4 separate regions of the Mus musculus genome follow, and all the other regions are linked to region 2. Evidence: chromatin contacts called from public HiChIP or PLAC-seq data. All regions are on one chromosome and are shown on one strand. Each heading gives the region's core, a stretch centred on a gene start, on an enhancer-like site or on the middle of the called end of the contact. The rest is flanking DNA. Distances are from core to core; before and after follow the strand shown.

Evidence for each region. HiChIP or PLAC-seq counts read pairs in DNA pulled down with a chosen protein or histone mark.
Region 1: a FOXA1 HiChIP or PLAC-seq map of pancreatic cancer cells shows a contact between it and region 2. The contact joins two enhancer-like sites. A contact is called at or near these places in 16 of 484 Hi-C or Micro-C datasets (the 63-12 cell line, bone marrow-derived dendritic cells, bone marrow-derived macrophages and 10 more), 3 of 115 datasets of contacts at active chromatin or transcription factors (embryonic basal ganglia, embryonic stem cells and pancreatic cancer cells) and 1 of 9 other capture datasets (embryonic stem cells).
Region 3: an HNF4G HiChIP or PLAC-seq map of pancreatic cancer cells shows a contact between it and region 2. The contact joins two enhancer-like sites. A contact is called at or near these places in 8 of 484 Hi-C or Micro-C datasets (the G1E-ER4 cell line, bone marrow-derived macrophages, cerebellum and 5 more), 4 of 115 datasets of contacts at active chromatin or transcription factors (cardiomyocytes, embryonic basal ganglia, embryonic stem cells and 1 more) and 1 of 9 other capture datasets (embryonic stem cells).
Region 4: an HNF4G HiChIP or PLAC-seq map of pancreatic cancer cells shows a contact between it and region 2. The contact joins two enhancer-like sites. A contact is called at or near these places in 1 of 484 Hi-C or Micro-C datasets (bone marrow-derived macrophages), 2 of 115 datasets of contacts at active chromatin or transcription factors (large pre-B cells and pancreatic cancer cells) and 1 of 9 other capture datasets (embryonic stem cells).

Annotation. Positions count from the first base shown.
Region 1 is chr6:88,983,223-88,987,432 of GRCm38.p6, reverse strand. All of the region lies in intron 1 of Gm36505 (a long non-coding RNA gene), which reads right to left. Among named protein-coding and RNA genes, the nearest start is that of Gm36505, 6.6 kb to the right of the region's middle. Within about 2 kb of position 2,397, at least 22 of the 459 cell types and tissues checked have an H3K27ac peak or open chromatin away from gene starts, as enhancers often do. A contact at or near this core is called in pancreatic cancer cells, where this site is marked.
Region 2 is chr6:89,460,864-89,465,486 of GRCm38.p6, reverse strand. The region is part of intron 5 of Chchd6 (coiled-coil-helix-coiled-coil-helix domain containing 6); the gene reads left to right. It overlaps Gm46966 (a long non-coding RNA gene), which reads right to left. Exons shown (of 4, transcript XR_003956465.1): 4 at 1-4,623. Among named protein-coding and RNA genes, the nearest start is that of Gm46966, 10 kb to the right of the region's middle. Within about 2 kb of position 2,871, at least 27 of the 459 cell types and tissues checked have an H3K27ac peak or open chromatin away from gene starts, as enhancers often do. A contact at or near this core is called in bone marrow-derived macrophages and pancreatic cancer cells, where this site is marked.
Region 3 is chr6:88,959,184-88,963,804 of GRCm38.p6, reverse strand. No RefSeq gene overlaps it. Among named protein-coding and RNA genes, the nearest start is that of Gm36409, 12 kb to the left of the region's middle. Within about 2 kb of position 2,679, at least 73 of the 459 cell types and tissues checked have an H3K27ac peak or open chromatin away from gene starts, as enhancers often do. A contact at or near this core is called in bone marrow-derived macrophages and pancreatic cancer cells, where this site is marked.
Region 4 is chr6:89,065,884-89,070,499 of GRCm38.p6, reverse strand. No RefSeq gene overlaps it. Among named protein-coding and RNA genes, the nearest start is that of 4933427D06Rik, 28 kb to the left of the region's middle. Within about 2 kb of position 2,034, at least 15 of the 459 cell types and tissues checked have an H3K27ac peak or open chromatin away from gene starts, as enhancers often do. A contact at or near this core is called in pancreatic cancer cells, where this site is marked.

The DNA.
Region 1 (4,210 bases), core at 1,148-3,647, 480 kb after region 2:
AGGAAGCTTTAAAGGAGAATTAACACCCAGATGTAACTTATACTCTTGAAAATCACGAAGGCATCACGTTGCCAGAGTGACAGTAAAAGTCAGCATAACCATGATCCCAACTGGTTAAATACACCCATTTTAAGCCCAGCCATGATCTGCTTACATTACTTTTCCTTTTTTTATCCTATAGCTCAGGAGAGTCCTTTGCCCTCATTGTCTGTCTGTCTGTCCATCCACATGCCTCTGTTATACAATGGGGATGATGCTAAGGAAGCTGCTGGCCATCCCAGCAGAGGAGTCCAAACGAAGCCACAGGGACAACTCCATAAAGACTGTCCCTGATGTTCATCAAGATTCTGGGGAGGAGGGAGAGGCAGAAGGAATGCCATAGGGATGTCAGGACAGTGCCTGGTTGTCTCACCCATTCTGCATCTCTCACCTCAATCACAAGGAAGCAGGCTCTCTCACTGCCACCCAAGACAACGGTCCAGTGTGAGGGTCACCGGGATACTCCCAGAAGACCCAGTAAAGAGGGACAGAAATGTAAGGGTAGGACTCAGCAATGGCCTCATCAAAGGCTACTGTGTAGGCAGTGGCCTCAGGCAGCCACTCCCCAGAGATCGTAGGGCTGGGCTTTGAATCAGTGCCCAGTCTACAGGACCTCTATGCTCAAGCCCTTGGCCTCTCTCTGTATCTCCTGCCCACTGCTGCCTCTAACCCTTCTTCCCATGTGGTCAGTAACGTAGTGCCCACCAAAGATGTCCACATCCGGATCCTTGGACCTGGGCACTTGCCAGTTTAAGCTGAAAAGAGGCTTTGTAGGTGTGACTGGGTTTGAGGTCTTGAGCCTCAAAGACTATCCTGGACTTTCCACATGAGCAAGGCTATCTTATGGTGTTTCTCAGAGACCAGAATCAGAAAGGAAAGATCCTGAGATAGAAGCCAAGGTTGGAACCACAAGCCTGAAGCCAGGCAGTCTATGGACACTGACCAAGCAGGCTTCTGTATAGAAAGTCCCTCAGTTGACAGCTTGATTGGGTCTCTGTGCCCACTTCAGCCCTGGCCTCTCTGGATTTGAGGTGATCTGTCACAGCAGGGGTCTGAAGCTAATGTAACTTGCCTGCCTACCCACACTCACCCATCAAACTTCTGTCCCCCATGGCAAGTCTCCTTCCTCGACTGCCCTAGGACCTTCCCAAAGCCCAGGCTGGCCATGTTCTCACCACCTTATAAGCAAGGATTCCACTCACCCAGAGCCCCTCACTGAGATTCCGGTCCCTACGGTCTGATGTCTGCTACCCTCTCTGCCCTCTGGTCTAATGAGGTCTTTCCAATGTAAAAGACGTGATCCCAGACCTCACGAACATGAGTGAAACTAAGGAGATACACTGTGCCAGGAAATCCTTGGGCTTCAGGGTGGGTTTAGGAACGCATCCAAGACTCGTTTGCCACTTTTCTCTCTGTGGTAGCTTTGTTCCCAGGAGGGCACACTCGAGCTTCAGGCTTGGGATAGCCCAGTTTTCTCACTCCTGCCAAAGAGGTTTCCAGGTAGCTCATAAAGGACACGAGCTATTGGTAACTTGCCTGTCCACCCACACTCATCCATCAAACTTCTGTCCCCCACGGCAAGTCTCCTTCCTCGACTACCCTAGAACCTTCCCAAAGCCCAGGCTGGCCATGTTCTCACCACCTTATAAGCAAGGATTCCACTCACCCAGAGCCAATAGGCCTGTGCCCAATTCTCAACCAACCACAACAGCCGGAGTGGTGTGAGCCTCTCCTGGGCTGAGACCAGGTTGTGCACCCGTTCACACACTTAGTGGGTAGTGCCAACCACAGAAAACCCGCTCAGCTGTGGAAAGAGCGTGGATACGGTGTGGGCAGAGATGACATGCAGTATACCTGAACCTCAGCCTGCCCCACGCTCCTCTAACAGACTTCCAAAACTCACTCCTTCCCTCTGTCAGCCTTTGCCTCAAGTGCCTTCTGTCCTGGCTGCCCCAGAGCTTCCCCAGAAAGCCTCCTGAAGCCCAGATCTTTCTGACAGCTACCTCCTCTCGACTCCCACAGCTGGTGCCTCTCACAGCACCCACCACACACAGCAGGGCATGTGTGAGCAGGTGACTGGCTCATGCTGGGCACCTCTTAGCCCTGTGGCCAGTGGGACGGCCACCAATACTGAGAACTGCTGCACACCAGGCTGCACCCCAGTGCCTGAGGACTTTGTGCCTACACAGCGGACACTGTTCACCCCTCCAGTCAGTGCTCAGCTAAGGAAGTGTGGTTCAGATGGCATGTACTCGGGCTGCAAAGGGCTGCAGAGCCGGGCTTTCAGCCTTGTCTAATCCAGAGAACTGGAGAGGCAGGAAATGAGTCTGCACATCCCTGGGTTGCCTGTAGCATGGAATGCTACACTCCCATCGTGACCACAGGTCCCAGTCCCAGGCTCCTGTCTGCAGGGTGTTGACTCTGAGCCATGCTACAAGGTTAATATTTCCAGGACTTGCTTTCCCCCATGGGATAGCATGCAGGTTAGCAATAATGCTTCCCAGCTGGGCATAGTGGCACATGCCTTTGGTCCCAGCATTTGTCTCTGTGAGTTCAAGACCAGCCTGATCTACAAAGTGAGTTCCAGGACAGCCAGAGCTACACAGAAAAACTCTGTCTTGGAAAATAAATAAACAAACAAAATAAAACAAACAAACAAAACAAAACAATAATAATGCCTTCCTCTGACAATTGAAATAAAAATAAATAAATAAAATCCTTCCAGCACTTAGTGCAGTGCCCACCTAAACCCAGAGGTAGAGAAGGCACCACTCTGGCCAACTGAAGATAATGGTTCCTGAAGCTTCCTTTCCCGAGCTAGTGAGGTCAGAGGGCACCTATCCCTCATGCTCAGAGCCAAGGGGAAAGGTGGGGGCGGGTGGGGAGGGGATGAGGATGGGGCTCAGTCTCAGTTCTGTTTAAACTCCATCCCAACCTCAAGCTGCAGACTTCTGATACCTGCTTTCTCTCAGGAAGAACATGCCCCCAAGAGCAGGAGAAAGCAGCTCAGCACCCCCTGGTTGCCGTGGAAACCATTGAGTGTAAATTTCATTTTCTGCCTTGCCCAGCTAAGCTATTGATTCAGAAAGAGGGAGAGAAATTGGGAGATGTTTCCCTCCCAAAGTGAAGCAGAAAGCAAAATCTGGGACATGCAGAGCAGGGGTCGAAAGCAAGCTAGAGAAAGACAGAAGTGGGCTGGACTGTGCGGAGGGTAGGGTGGACTGGAGGATCTCTTCATCCTCATCTTGCTGGCACAGGTGAGAGCCACTGTTACTTCAGCCCAACTCCAGGACAGGCTCCAGAGGGGGCTTGGCCCAGGTCTGTGCAGTGACTCCTTCCAGCTGTTTGATGCGGAGCTAGTGGGCAAAGCCTTCTCGACTTGTTTCCTAGTGTTCCTCTGCAAAAGCAGAAGACAGGTGGTTTGTCTTAGGGACATCACTCCTCTGTCTCCTGTCCTCTCTACAACGTTCTTTTTCTCCACTCTGTACTTAAATTCCCTGCAGTCATTGGTGCCTTCAGCACCCACTGGGTCAAAAGCTGTCCCCAGAAGCTGCAATGGAAAACCTCAGGTCATCCATACGGAAGAGGAAGACCTACCAGGAGAGACACGAAGCAGGTGAGGTTTTAAATTCATCGTTATGTGTATGAGTGTTTCGCCTACATGTATGTATGTGTACCTGGTGCCACAGAGGCCAGAAGAGAGTGTCAGGTCCTGTGGCACTCACAGGGTTACACAGGGTTGTGAGCTGCCCTGTGAGTGCTGGGAACATATCCAGGGCCTCTATGAGAGCACTAACCACTGAACCACCTCTCCAGCCACCTCGGTTGAATTTTGACAATGTGATCTGGAATGGAATTCCAGAGCTAAAAACACCACAGGGAGAGGCCAGAATACTGGTCAGTGGAGGGACAAACTGTCAACGAAGCCTGAATCTGAGCCACCTTCACAAACTTGAGGTGCCGGCTCTCCCCGTGGTGGACACATGTGCCCAGGCTTCATGGTGCTTGCAGATGGCCACCCAGGATTCTGACGGGAGGGTGGTAGAGGGTTTCCTCTGCAGTCTGCATCCTCCCTGGGGATCGCCCTGGAAGGCCCATGCCATGCCAAGGTGCCCTGTCACAGGCAGCTTTGGCAGCTGCTTGCAGAAACACTAATTGGGAAGTGAAGCAG
Region 2 (4,623 bases), core at 1,622-4,121:
ATCTAAGAGTAAGTGGGGAAGATCTGGACAGTGGAACCCCATTTGGTTTCATGGCATGGAGAGTGGGATCGTGCCCAGGAGGAGAAGGGCTAATTCTGGAGCTCTGAACAAATCAGGGTTCAGGGCAAGGCAAGAAGAGTAAGGTGGAATGGTGGAGTCCTCAGGCTGGAATTCTGCCGTCCTTGGGGCCAGTCCTGGGCTTCCATGTGGGCCTCCCCTGGTCATTATGACAGGTAGGGAAGGAAAGTCTGCACCATCCAAGCTCATGGTCCAAGAGAAGGAGACTTTGTGGTGCTTTTATACTACTGTGTTTATTCTGCCATGATGGCCTTTTAGTGTGGAAGGAGAGGCTGCAAACTTTCCACATAACTATACAGTGTACCACATTGAAAGCTATAAGTGTAGAGTGTTGAATTTTGCCAAGGATAACAGTGAACTGCTGAGGACATGGGCCAATGTTTTCATGCACCTGAGGAAAAACTATAGGCATACTAGTCACAGGGGACAGTCATCCATTCAGCTGAGCTGACAGAGCCTGGGTATCAGTGTCTGAAAGGCTAGGTTGTCTCTGTTGTTCTGCAGTTCTCATTTCTCTCTATGTCTCCATTTCCTCATCTTTAAGATAGACTCATCTGTGCCATCTGTGAAGAAAGAATGAAGGCTAATGTAGGCAGTACCTATGGAAATGTTGCTCTAGACAAGATTCTGGTTTTGCGCTGTAGCCACCTGGGATCCTGTATGGTGTCATAGTGAGTTCTTTAGTTTGGGATTGGTGCATGCGCATGGGTATGTACATGTATGCTGTGAGTTTGAACCTAGGTATGCAGAGGTGAGTTTTAGTCTGAAGATGGTCTGCCCTCATCTCCTGCTCTCTGAGATGGAGAAACCTCTTCTCTGGGCTTTATAAGGCTTTTTATGAATGCCTACCAGGAGTCCCACAAGCAAGGCATTGTGCAGAGGGCTGGGGCTAGTTTGAACTGGCATTTCTCACACACCAAGAGAATGTTTATTGAGTGTTAGATACATGCACCAGGTAGGTGAAACCCTCACTGTCCTCGGAGTTGTGCTCAGAGGATCTCTTACCATCGTGCTTGCACTCGAGCTGAACATGCACTTAGCTGTCATGTTTGTTCTAGGAGATGAACAAACTGGGGTAGGATCCCCACAGTGTGCCCAGAATCAGCTGGGGTGACTTGTATCTCTTAAACCAGTGCATTTGCTTCTCACAGTGACTCCTGTGAAATGCCTGAAAAGCCCACAGAGCTGACTGCTTTTGCTGGTAAAAGCTCATTTGACTGTGACTAACCATGGCCACCCATTGAACTGAGTAAGAGAGGGGACAAGTATGCTTTAAGGTCCTGTAGACATCTTCTAGTTCAGCCTTGGTAATGGAAAAACAAGTGTGCTGAGTATGGTGTTTATCTGCCCATTATTTTATCATGAGTCATTATTTGTGTAAAGCAAACATTAGGATGCACACTGACATAAGTAATAAGTTCTCTTTAATGTTATTTTCACCCTTTCCTCTTTTTTAATTTTAAGTACATAACCACTCCACATCGATTCAAGTTTGTTGCTTCATGGAAGCCTCAGGTGTGGAGGGGAGGTGGTGAGGCTTGGGGCAGGCCATGGATCCTCTGGTGTGGAGGGGAGGTGGTGAGGCATAAGCAATGTGTGGCTCCACCTTGTAGAGTCTTCTGGAATAGAGAGAACTGATTGATACCCTTGCTCTAGTTTATGGGCCACAAAGAACCCCCTCCCCACTTCTGTAAGACCTCATCTCACTTTCCCAAACTTGCCAGCTGCACAGAGGAGAAAGCTTGTAAACTAGCTTCCAAGACTGAATTTGGAGAAAGCACAAAACTCAGAAATGTTTGTATTCTTCTTAGACTTTGGCTCTTTCCTAGCACAGACGTCTGTACACATCTGCTTGCCTATTCCTGAGTGGTCAACCCTTTTTCCTCCTTTTTCTCTGATAAAGAAGGCCTGTAAGCAGATCCAGACAGTCCTGATCAGCCATCTTACTAACACACTCACAAAGCCTGCCTGACTAGGCACAGGTATCCTTGTCTCTTGGGGTGTCAATCAGTGTATCCACAATGTTTTCACTTGCTAGTGAGCATGTACACACCAGGGAGGCATGGCCTTCACTCACAGGGTGACACTATCCTACACTCAGCAGAAAGGCCACCATGAGAGAGGTGAGAGCAGGTGAGAGTTTCAGACGATGCTATGGGAGTACATTGACAAAGCCGCGTCAGGAAACTGAGGTCTAGGTCTGTTATGACCAGGTATGGATGTACCTAGTGACGCAAAAGATTCTCCAGAAGAAGCCATGGGGCAGTGCTCAGGAAAGCCTAAGACCAGAATCAAGGAATTCATTCATCTATCCAGTGAAGAGCAAGAATGAGCAGCATGTTGCTGCAGACAGCAATGATGAAGATTGCAAACCCTGTGAAGGAACTAAAAGAGGCCAGGTATGGAAGAGATATGTGTGATCTATCTGCATTAAAAACAGCAAAGCAGATCTGAGGGTTACAAGGTTGAACAGTGGAGACAGCCTGACTGAAAGATATGTAGCTTGGGGGTGGGACACTGGTCACTTCAGGTGCATGGGTTGGCCAAGATCCACTCTCTGACCTACGAAAGATTCACCTGTCAGTATGTTAGACTTTGAGGAAAAAAAGGGACAGCCATTGAGGAGGAAAGGCCACCAGGGAGTGCCTGATATCTTCTGCTGCTTTCTCCCTTCTCCTGGGGCCTGGGGCCCTCCCACAGATCATAGCACACACAGCACATACCATGTTGACTAGTCCATGCTAGTGTCTATGGCTTTTTCTCTCCTTCCTTTAAAAGCTGTTGAGCACAGTCCTGATCAGTGTCATTAAGAAAGGGTGATTCATCGGTGGGGGCCAGGAATGCAGTGTTAGGCATATAATAGGGGCTTAGTAAATATTTTCCAGAGTAAAGAGAGGAAAGTATGTGCACATAAACAGGAAACAAATGCATTTGGGTTATTGGAGGGGAAGAAGGGAGCTTTGCCAAGAAGGCTGCTTAGTGGAAGCAGTGTTTGGAGAATGACCAAGATGCCATGGCAGCCTAAAAGGTGGAGGCCCAGCCTCAGCAGAGGTGCCTCACACATAGGCCATCGGAGGTGGGGATGAATAGAAATTGGCATGTGATTTTGAGGGACCTCACTGAAATGTGTGGCCTTAGATAGTTTTAAAGTCTGTAAGGCCTGAAAGCTGGAGAGAGATTTGAGCTTGAAAGCCCATGAGAATAATGGTACCATTGAAGGAAAGAAAGTCATGTGAGCTACTGCTTTTGGGGCCAGTGATGAGCTTAATTTTAGACATGTGCTTATGAGGCAGAATGTCCAGCACATGGTTAAGAAGTGTTAAGCAAGAGGAGTGGATCCTACAAGACAATAGTCACTCTGATTTTGTGAGCCTGTACCATGTGCCAGGCCCCTTTCATAAGTTATCGCTGATCCTGGCTTCAGCCCTGCAAGCTAGATTATATTACATGTGTTCTACAAATGAAAGAACTCGGAAACAGGCTGAGCAAGCTGCCAGAAGCCGTGCAGCTGATAGATGGAGTCTGCTCCTTTCACCACACCATGCTGCCTCTCTACATCATCTTGGAAGAGAATGTGGGAAGCAGGCCGGATTCTGTGGGGGCAGAGAGCGTAGACCCAAGAAAGCCTGTGTAGCAGGACTTGTGAGCCACACCCAGGGAGCCTTGTCAGTCCTCCTCTCTGGAGAAGCTAACACTGGGCTTTGTAGGGGCGAGGTAGGCATGTGAGGAGGAAAGGGCTGGCCGTGTTTTCAAGAAGTTTCATCAAGAGTATATTTGTAGTTGAGAAAGGAGTGGAAAACCTGTATATCCGAAAGGAACACTCCTAACACCTTTTGGAAAGGGTCCAGCAGAAGCTAATCCAGAGTCAGAAGTGGGCATGCCAACAAATGGCCACAGGTTCTTTAGGAGTGAAGAGATCAAGCCACACAGTGAGTAAGCGTGTTATTGCTGCAAGAACAGCTGCACAGGCATGTCCATTAGACACCTCTGTTGAGTACAGGAGGCCTACCCAGAGGTGCCACTGAGATGCAGAGCAGGGCACTTTTGTAGAGATGAAACAAGTGACAAGGACTCCCAGAGAAAAATCTTGAGAGAGATGCAGCCAGAGTGGGGATACAGAGGTCAGCATAGTGTGAGTGGTTCATTCTCATTCTTTTTGTCCCATCCTCAAACAAGTCCAGGAAGTGGGGACTCTCACCAGCCTACTGGGCAGTGAACTGGCATGGCCATCCACAGCAGTGGTACCACAAGTTGGGTGGAGTTACAGATAGCAGTTAGAGTTTGCTGCCCTGAGGTTCTGGCCACCTGAATTCAGGGAATCAATATTTAGCGTCTGCCAGGCTCAAGTCAACACTGTTGCTGGGGAAGGTTCCTGAGTGGAGCACACAGGAGCACTGCAAGCACCCCTCCCCGTGGCATGGTTGCTTCTGCCTTGTTCTTTGCTTAAGCACCTTAAAAGCCAATTTGCAGCAGCCATGGCCTTTCTCCCCAGGTACTTCACATAAGTCTCAAAAGTGTAATTCTTATGCAACTACAATGTCCTCA
Region 3 (4,621 bases), core at 1,430-3,929, 500 kb after region 2:
ACAGACAGACAGACAGACAGACAGACAGACAGACTAAGCTGAACAATAGTTAAGGAAGACACCTTTCTTTTACCTCTGGCATGGTATGTACCACACAGATGTATGCACACACGCCCCATAAAAAGGCAGAAAGAAAATAGGTTTCAAAATGACTCTTCCAAATAACATATAGGTCAAGGAGGACATAAAACAAAAATAGCAGACTTCCCAGTCAACAAGCAAGACAGATCCCCCACCCCCACCCGCACCCCCACCCCGCACACGCCAAATGTGTCCCGGGCCCCTCCCTGCATAACTCCAGGGTTTTCTTCTCTAGTTCTTTCACACTCAAACAAAAGGGACAGATGAGACTTCCAACTTCAGATCGGCAAGAAAAGAACAAACCACAAAAAGTAGAAGAGAGGCGATCACAGAGATAAAAGCAAATAAATAAATTAAAGAACTTAAAAGCTGTAGAAATAATAAATAAAGAACCAGACCCAGTTCTTTGAAACTAATAAAACAGAAAAAGTTTTTGCAAGGCTAATGAAGACACTTTGAGTGTGGAGGTCTTTCACTTCCTGTTCAACACTTTCCCAAGTAGACAGACTAGTATAGTAAGAGAGTCCCTTCCATGGCCTTGTCAGGCATCCATGGGAGGAGAGGTTCTTGGTCCTATGAAGGCTCAATAGATGCCTCAGTATAGGGGAATCAAGGGTGGGGAGGCGGGAGTAGGTGGGTGGGTGAGGCACACCCTCACAGAAGCAGGGGGAGAAGGAATGGGATAGAGGCTTGGGGGGGGGGGGCAGGAAAGGGGATAACATTTGAATTGTAAATACAGAAAATATCCAATTAAAAAAAGAAAAAAGAAAGTCCCTCTCAAGGATGCAGGAGGGGCCAGCCTGTGTCACATGCTGTACATGTTCCTCTTTGTAGCTTCTGGGGACAGGAGTTGTAAAGCTCTCCAGACTTGACTGGGGAAGTCAGACTCTGCCCCTCTGGATGCCCACCCTCTGGAGCTCTGAGCATGTGGATTGTGGAGCAGGGGTGCCTGTGGAGCCACTTCAAAGATACAGCTCCTAGGATGGGCCTGATGTCCTTGGCTGTTCTCTCCCCTAGACCATCCTCCTTGCCTCCCTCTCTTCTTTGTCCTGAACTTTCATTTCTGATCAATCTTACTTCTTTTCCAACCTATCTTATCAGCATATATTAATTATACAGAACAATATATTTCATTTTTTGGCAAATCATACCTAATGTATTTCAAATATATACACCCCTCCCCATTGTGATCTTCTTGTCCCATTCTTCCCAGTGAGCCATCCTCTCCCCCTGCCCCACCTCTTCCACACTAGGACCTATGGCCTCCCAGGCCATGGGCTTTTGACTTCACTTACAGTACAAGACCTGAATTGCATCCCATGGAACAGGCACTAATTCCAGTCAGAAAGAGATGATGGTTCCTGTAACAGACCTGCCACTATCACCTCTTGCCTGGCTGGTCACTCCTATGGCATAGAGTCTGAAACTGAGTAAGCCAGTTGGTGACAATTCTCGCCCAACAGCCTGCATAGCACTTTCTGGCACTGGCTAGCAGGAAGGGAGCTTTGAGCCCAACCCCAGCTTGATTTCTTTATTTCCTCAACCAAGATGTCCAGTACTACATTGTCAGGTCTTTTTCCTGATGCTCAACCAACAAGCTTTTCATCCTGCTACCAGCCATTCTGCAGCCACTGTGACTGCAGGCATGGCATGTCCACAGCACCGGAAAGCAGGCTGGATGCAACACAGATACATTGTTCAGCTCAGCACGCATGGGATCCTGAACTCCACTCCCCAGGGAGGGGAAGATGGAAAGGGAGAGGCAGGCAGGAAAGGGAGAGAAAAACTTATGAGACTCCATGACTTTATGCAGAAAGCCAGATTTCTGCCTGCCCCAGGAAAGCCTCCCTTTCCTTCCATTGGTCAGAAGCAAGTCAGATGACCACTTTACCTGCAGGGAAGCCAGGACACATGACTCGGCCACAGAAGCAGTTAGTGGGGGTAGAAAAACAAGAGAGGATATGGCGTCAGATTTAGCCACAGATGGAAACGGTGGCCACCTCAATCAGGAAGGGCAGCAGCCAGAGAGAGAGAAAAGCAGGAATCGCAACAGGGCCCTGAAGAGGAGACAGGGAGGAGGTAGTCTGCAGGCACAGCCAGGTGACCACCATACAGAGGACATGACTCTGACCACACAGGCCCTGTCCCTGCCTACCACAAGAATGTGCGGGTCCATCTTTCTGTTATAAGCATCAGACTCCCACTCAGACCCATCTATAGCCTGGGGAGGGCTGGCTGCACTCAAAATGCAAGGTACCCTAGCATCCAGCGTCTCCTCCATCTCTCATTTTCACCTTAGTGGTGCCACTTCAAAGCACCTTTCCCAGTGGGGCGGTGCCACCTGGGACCAGCAGCTCCAAGTTTGTTCCAACATTCCTCATTGCCTATGCTTGACTGATGTCCCCTCTCCCAAACCCACTCTTAGAGACACTTCCAGGCCAGTCATGGGGAAAAAAAAAAGGGGGGGGGGTGTTTGCAGTCTGTCATGTAAGCAAATCTGTGGCCTGGCTTCAGTGGCTGGTCTCCCTAGCCACATTCCAGACATTCACAGGCAGAAATCTGGAGTCTAGAAATATGTGTGAGACTATCCCCAAAGAATGCAAGGAGTCAGGCTGAACGTATGTGCCAGCGTGACGTGGTCAGGAGACCAGATGTGTGGTCCTCCCCTCTACAATGAGATGGCACCACCTTTCTGGTTGGGATAAGTGGACCCAGGCCTTCTGCTCTCAGCCTGCGGAGCCTCACTGGGTTTCTTGTTCCTGGTACAAAAATGATTTGATCAGGGAACAAACAGGACCCAGGATCAGATGACAAATGTCTATAGCAGAGCTCAGGAAAGGGAGCCTGTTCGTCACTGAAGGAGGAAGGGACGATTCAGGAAGTCACAGGGCAGACCATGGCACGTTCAGGGTGAAGCGAGCCTCTGTGTGGAGCAGAAAGCTAGAGCAAAGGCTGCAAGAGCTGGCTGAAATGGAAGCATTGGCATGCCGCTCCGAGGCTGGCTTCCGCCTGAGGGCCGTTTTCTGAGGCAGGGTCTGGTGATGAGACTGTATGAGCAGAGTGCTTCAGATAAGGAATCTCAGGTGGTGTCTTGTCTCAGCCATGCCCAGGCTGAGCAAAGCTTGGCGTCACAGGGCTGAGAAGCAACTAGCGCAGTGTCCACCACAGCAGGAGGGAGCAGAAGTCCAAGGCCAACCTCCACCCTTCCTAGGCCCTATTCTACAGCTCTATGTTCCACCAAAGACTATGACCCCAGGGTGGCTAAGCTCACAGAAAGGCACACCATGGACCCAGGGGGACAAATGCTGATTAGCCTGCTTGGCTCATCTGCACCTGTCTACTAAGTTGTGTGAATTCAGACAAGATTTTTAACCTCTCTGTGCCTTAGTTTCCTCACTTATAAATTAAGAGTGGTGAAACACACACATAACTCCAACAATAGTTTGGGTTATAAATCAGCCAATGTGTGTGGTGTGCACTGGAAAGAGAAATATCCTCCTGAATAAAGGCTAGAAGCCGTGAGAGAGGCGTGACAGCCGCAGGCCCTGACAATCCACACCACTGTAGCCCCCTGCTGGCCCTTCAGCTGAGCCACGGCTGGCTCCACGCCCACTGAGAGCGTAGAAGACAGAAGACAGCTCCAGTTCTCCTTAACAGCTAGGAAGAGCCTGCCCTGGCCCAGAGCCAGACAGGACTACTCTCAGCCTTGGTCTTCCTGCGGTGCAGAGGACTGGCATGTGGTACAGGCCTGTGGGCTGCTCCAAGATGTCACTCTGTCCTCCCAGTACCCCAGAACTGTCTCCTCCATCCTCAGCCCCAGGAAGCCTGTGAGTGGTCTCCAAGGCAACAGGGCATCAGAACAGCAGAGAATATGTTGAGGATGCTCAAGAGTAGTTGGGGGTGGAGGAAGCCCACAGATTGATACCTACCCCATAAGGCTAGCAAGGATCTGCCTGTATCCACTGCCCCCACAGTCTCCTGGCACCCACCCTGACAGATTCTATCTTCTGGGAGCTACAGACCTTCAAGTCAGGTTGCTGATGGTCAAACTGAGGTACAGAGCAAAGTAGCTCCAACCAAGATTGTTCAACCGTCCCTCCTGGTCCTTGCCTTTCATTAGGTGATGGTCAGGACAGCCAATGGGGAGGCAGCAGAAGGCTGGGTTCAGAGGCTTTTCAGACCTGCAGATTCCCAGGTGGGAAGCTAACCACAGGCCCAGGGAAACCCTGGCATGCAAGTCCTAGTTCCCCTCCCAAGGCCACAGCAGATATTGCTAATATGCAGACATGTCTCAGGTCATTTGGAAACAGCACACAGGAGAAGGGGCAAGAGCCTGAAGATGGCAACTGTAATAGCATGGATCTCAGGCGCTTGCATGCCACAGGGGCCAGCCCCTTAACCCCCTCACCCTAAACTAATTGTGTCTCCTTCAAACTTCACATTCACAACATATCCTCACCTCATACTATATTTGGAGATAAAACCTATCAGGAATAAATTTCAGTTAAATGAGGTCATGAATTTGAGCGGGGATCTGATC
Region 4 (4,616 bases), core at 785-3,284, 390 kb after region 2:
GATGTAATGGCTAGCTTATTGCTGTCTTCTCAAAGCATCTGTGTCAATGGGATCTTTTTTTCCAAGGTTCTTTATTAGCAGCTAGCAAAGCTTCAGTTATGACTTCCAAGAAGGCAGCATCAATGGATGGTCTTTTCTGGTCTTCAACTCTGAACTCCCATGGCCCATGCCTCCCCCAATCCCTGTCATGCCCCCCTCTCTCTAACCCCTCCATCTCTGTTTCCAGCTAAGCCAGTATTAAAGCCAGTGATTGGTCGTTTCTGGTCTTCCACTATTTATAGCCATGGCCTGAGGACACCCTCAGCACCATGGCCCTTGGAGCTGTCCGTGGTGCTGACCAGAAGACACTGTCCTTCCTTCAACTATGAACTGCCCTTCCAAGCCATTTGATAGTGACCCTGACATTAGTTTAATCACCATGGCTTTGATTCCAGTCTTGGATGATGCTCTTTATCTGAACACTTCGCTGAAGTACACTGTGCCCCACTAGCCTGCCAGCCTGTCCATTCCACCCTGCCCACTCCTGCTAATTTCACTGGGGACTCAGAAGTTCTTTGAGTGGCAGGTTCTTTCCAAAGACAATTGTCTTTGTCTTCCTTTTTTAGGAAGTCCTTTCTATATTTTATGTCCCATCATAAAGCCAGACCAGAGACAAAGCAGGAGTTAATGCTAACCGGGGTCATTCCTTAGCCTCTTCTCCACAGATAACCGAGTCTTTGAGAGGCAGGCAACTACTCCCACCTTCTCCTTCTCTTCACTTCTTCCTTCTCTTTCTCCTTCCCTCCACCCACGTTGATCCTCCTCTTCCCTCTCAGCCCCCCCCCCCCTTGCTGCATTTTGCTCCCAGCAGGGCATAGGGGAAGTTTTGAGTATGTAGAGTTGTCAGACAATCCGCCTCAGCACTAGTGTCACTACCTGGGTCCTTGGGGCAGAGTGAGTGCCTGGTGCTCCTTCACTGCCCTGCACCCAGCGGTACTGGGAGGGGGCTGTCTCTTCTGTTGAGTATGGATTCTGCACTGCCTGGGTGTGTAAATTAAGGAATAATAGAGCAGCAGAAACATAAGCCTTCAATGATGGGGAATGTGTTTGTCTGCTAAGAAGCAATTTCAGCGAAAATTAACTCCATTCCAACGGGAAGAGTGAGGCTTGGCATCAGCCGGCCAATCCCCAAGGACAATGAAATTACTCCGTCAAATCTCTGCTTGCTTAAATTAACCAAGCGAGCACTCCAGGATCCTGGCTAGAGACAGCAAGTAACTAGGTTTTAATGAGCAAAAATAGCTTCTTGGATAAATGAGAAAAATAAGCCACAGCCTACCTCTACCCCACACTTGCAGGGTGTATATCTCAAGGACACTTTGCTCCAGGGCTCTGAGTGGCTATGAGAGAGCCACAAAGTTTCTATGCCAGCCAAGGCTGTGCTGTCAGGTTGAGTCCTTGGCCAATAATGTTCGGTCTACCTGTCTCCACAGACTGTGTCAGAGACACCAGTGTATGAGATAGCAGTATCCTGCACAGCAAAGTCTCTTTTGCATTTATCCTCAAAACCATGGGCTAGCTAAAACCATGGGCTAGCTAAAACCATGGGCTGGCCAAGTGGGTCCTAGAAAGATACTAATGGTCACATTCAACCTGCAGGAGGGGGACCCACACATCTTGAATCAAAGCAGCTGTGATCACCCACATAAAGCTACACACCTCTCTCTCTCTCTCTCTCTCTCTCTCTCTCTCTCTCTCTCTCTCTCTCTCAGATTATAGAAAAGCCAAACAATTCACCAGGTAGAGAATTCTCGAGTTATATAGAGAGTGTGTAGGTAGACTTGGGGTTGTGACTTGAGCTATATGGAGAGTGTGAAGGTTGACTGGAAGTTGGGAATTGTGGGTTATACAGAGAGTGGGGAGGTTGAGTGGGGGTTGGGACTCTTGAGTAGTGCTACTGCCTGTAAGTTTCTCTGGGGACTCCCTAGTGGGACAGCTTTTCATGAGTCACCCATGCGGTGAGTGGAACTCCTCCATGACAGAGATGCGAGTCACCCAGAGGAGTCTCTGGCAGTACAGATGCTTTGAGTCAATGATGCTTCTGGCAGCCAGCACTGACTCACCAAGCTGGACTTTGGTACTCATCCTTCCTTTGCTTTGTTAGAACCTGAGGCACAATGCAAGCTGGAGACACACCGGTCGCCGCTGAAGCTGCTGTCACAGGTCACTGTCTTTCTCAGGGGGGATCTCGGGTCTGCTCCTTGGGCTGTCAGCCAGTTCACCCACAGTAAGCTCCTTTATATAAAGTAGAGCAGCTGCAGATGGTAGTAGTCACACCCGCAGCATGCGCACCACCAAACATCCGTGTGATTGCATAACTGGCAAAAGGTAGGGGAAGGTGAGACCCCATTGACTGATGAGCCTTGCTGTGGGTCTCCTTACTGTCTAACCTCGTATGCTGAAAGTTTGATACCCAAGTATTAGCAGTACGTGTGTGGGGGTGAGGTCCCAGCCCTGACCACACCCACATGGATACACCAGGGTTATCTCCAGGGTTTTAAAAGAATGTTTTCATCTTGTTATTATTGTTTTATGTGTATATGTGTTTTGCCTGTTTGTTTATACAACCACATGTATGCAGTGCCTGTGGAGGCCAGAAGGGGGCATTGGATCCCTTAGAGCTGAAGTTACAGATGACCGTGAGCTGCCATATGGATGCTGGCAACCAAACCCTGATCCTCTACAAAAGCTGTCCGCGCTTTCAACTGCTAAACCCTTTCCAGCCCCTACCTTGGGATTTTACCTTCAGCTTGGGGGAAACTGGCACTAGTGTGTCACTAAGCCATGTGTCCAGGTCTGACGCTTGTCTGAGCTCCTACTGCAGATCTGCCAATGAGGGCACAGGGTTTACCCTTGGCTGCCTCATGGAGAGACTGTGTTTCTTCTTACTTGCCTTTTTTTCTTGTTTTGTACGTGTGCCAGAGACAGAACCCCAGGCTTCAAACATGCCGAGCACACACCCCAGACGCCTGACCAGCACTGGGAGACTAAGGCAGCAAGTAGGTATAAGTGTCTCCATCTGTCTGTCAGTCCTCTGCCTGCTGACACTTCCACCTATCCATCCATCCCCTTCCTTCCAGGAGCACTATGGGCTATCATGAGGACCTCCATGGTGTCACTCCCACCATGCAAAGGTGACAAAGAGGAGCTGCCCGCCCACTCTAGTTCTTTGTTATTCCCCTGGGGAGAAATAATCTAAATGCTGGACATGGTGGCTCTCACCTTTAATCCCACTGTTCAGGAAGCTGAGGCAGGAGGATCACTGTGAGTTTGAGGCCAGCCTGAGCTGCACAGTGGCACTGTTTCATGCTATCCAGGGATACTCAGGAAGATTCTGTGTCAAAAACAGAAGCAGAAAATGAGTAAGATGTGACAGTGGGCCAAGCAGCAGTCAGGGAGAAGTCTCAGAGTCAGGGGATGCAATGTCTCCTAAGAAGGTAATGCTTCAACAAGAAGGCAGAAGAGTACCGAGATGAGGTCAGGCATTGGCTGTGGGGACATTGCAGTGGAGTCCCAGGCAGGAGACTGTTCCCTTCATTCAGAAGGTAAGGTTGGGCAGGCTAAGCATACGGAAGAAGAGGAGCCAGCAGAGCCGGCCAGGGAGGCCCCAGTGGATACATCAGGTGCCTGACAGCTGCTCTAACATGGGCTCTGTTCTGAATGAGATGGGGCCACTGGAGCGTGCAGACTCAAAAGCATTTCCCCAGGGGCCGATGCCCTCAGTCCCTGTTGCCAGGAGAACCGAGCCTTCTAGGTGCTGTATTCAGCAGCCTCTGCCCAGGCTCCCCTCCCCTCCTTGGGAATATCTGGCTGATGAGGGCAGTGCAGGCTAAACCAGAGTCCTCCTTCCCCAACCTACCCAAGCTCCAGAGCTCAGAGTTCCCGCCTCAGATCGGGCCTTCAAATGCTGTGCTACCCCTTTCTTGGCCTTCTCTTCACAGCATGAGGACCAGTGGGGATCCCCAGGCTGGTTTTTGTGGGTGTCACATCCAATCTCCCCACTTCCGGAACAGACAAGTGCCGCAGTGGCCCTGGAACTATCTCCCAGAGTCAGCGCCCGTTCACAAGTGTGTCCCTGTAAAGACTGTTGCCAGCTCACCAGGATTGTAGCTCACTCCTGAGGCGATTGACTTATAAAGGGAGAAGGTTCGTGCAGGTTCAGCTTTGGAAGCTCCGGGCCATTCTCAGACGGCTAGGGTGCTCCATGGTCTGAGGTGGCCTGTCACGGTGGGACTGTGAGGTGAGTACCATGAGGAGGAAATAAAACAAGGCAAAGAGGCTGGTATCCCACAATCCCTCTCCATCCCAACTACCTAACAATCTCCAACTAGGACATTCTTCTCTAAGGTTCTTCCACCCTTTAATGGTGCCAAGCTGGGCCTTTAGGTGACACTTAAGGTTCAAATGACAGCAATATTTAGTACTTTTCTTACATGAGCCTGTATGTAGGACCCACCTCTCGGTAGAGAAAGAGAAGCTGCCTATCAAAGCCCTACATGGGTTCTGATGTATGGAGACTGGCACAAAGCCATCCTGTGAACTGATGGTAAAAACCTCCAGCATGCAGCATCCCATGA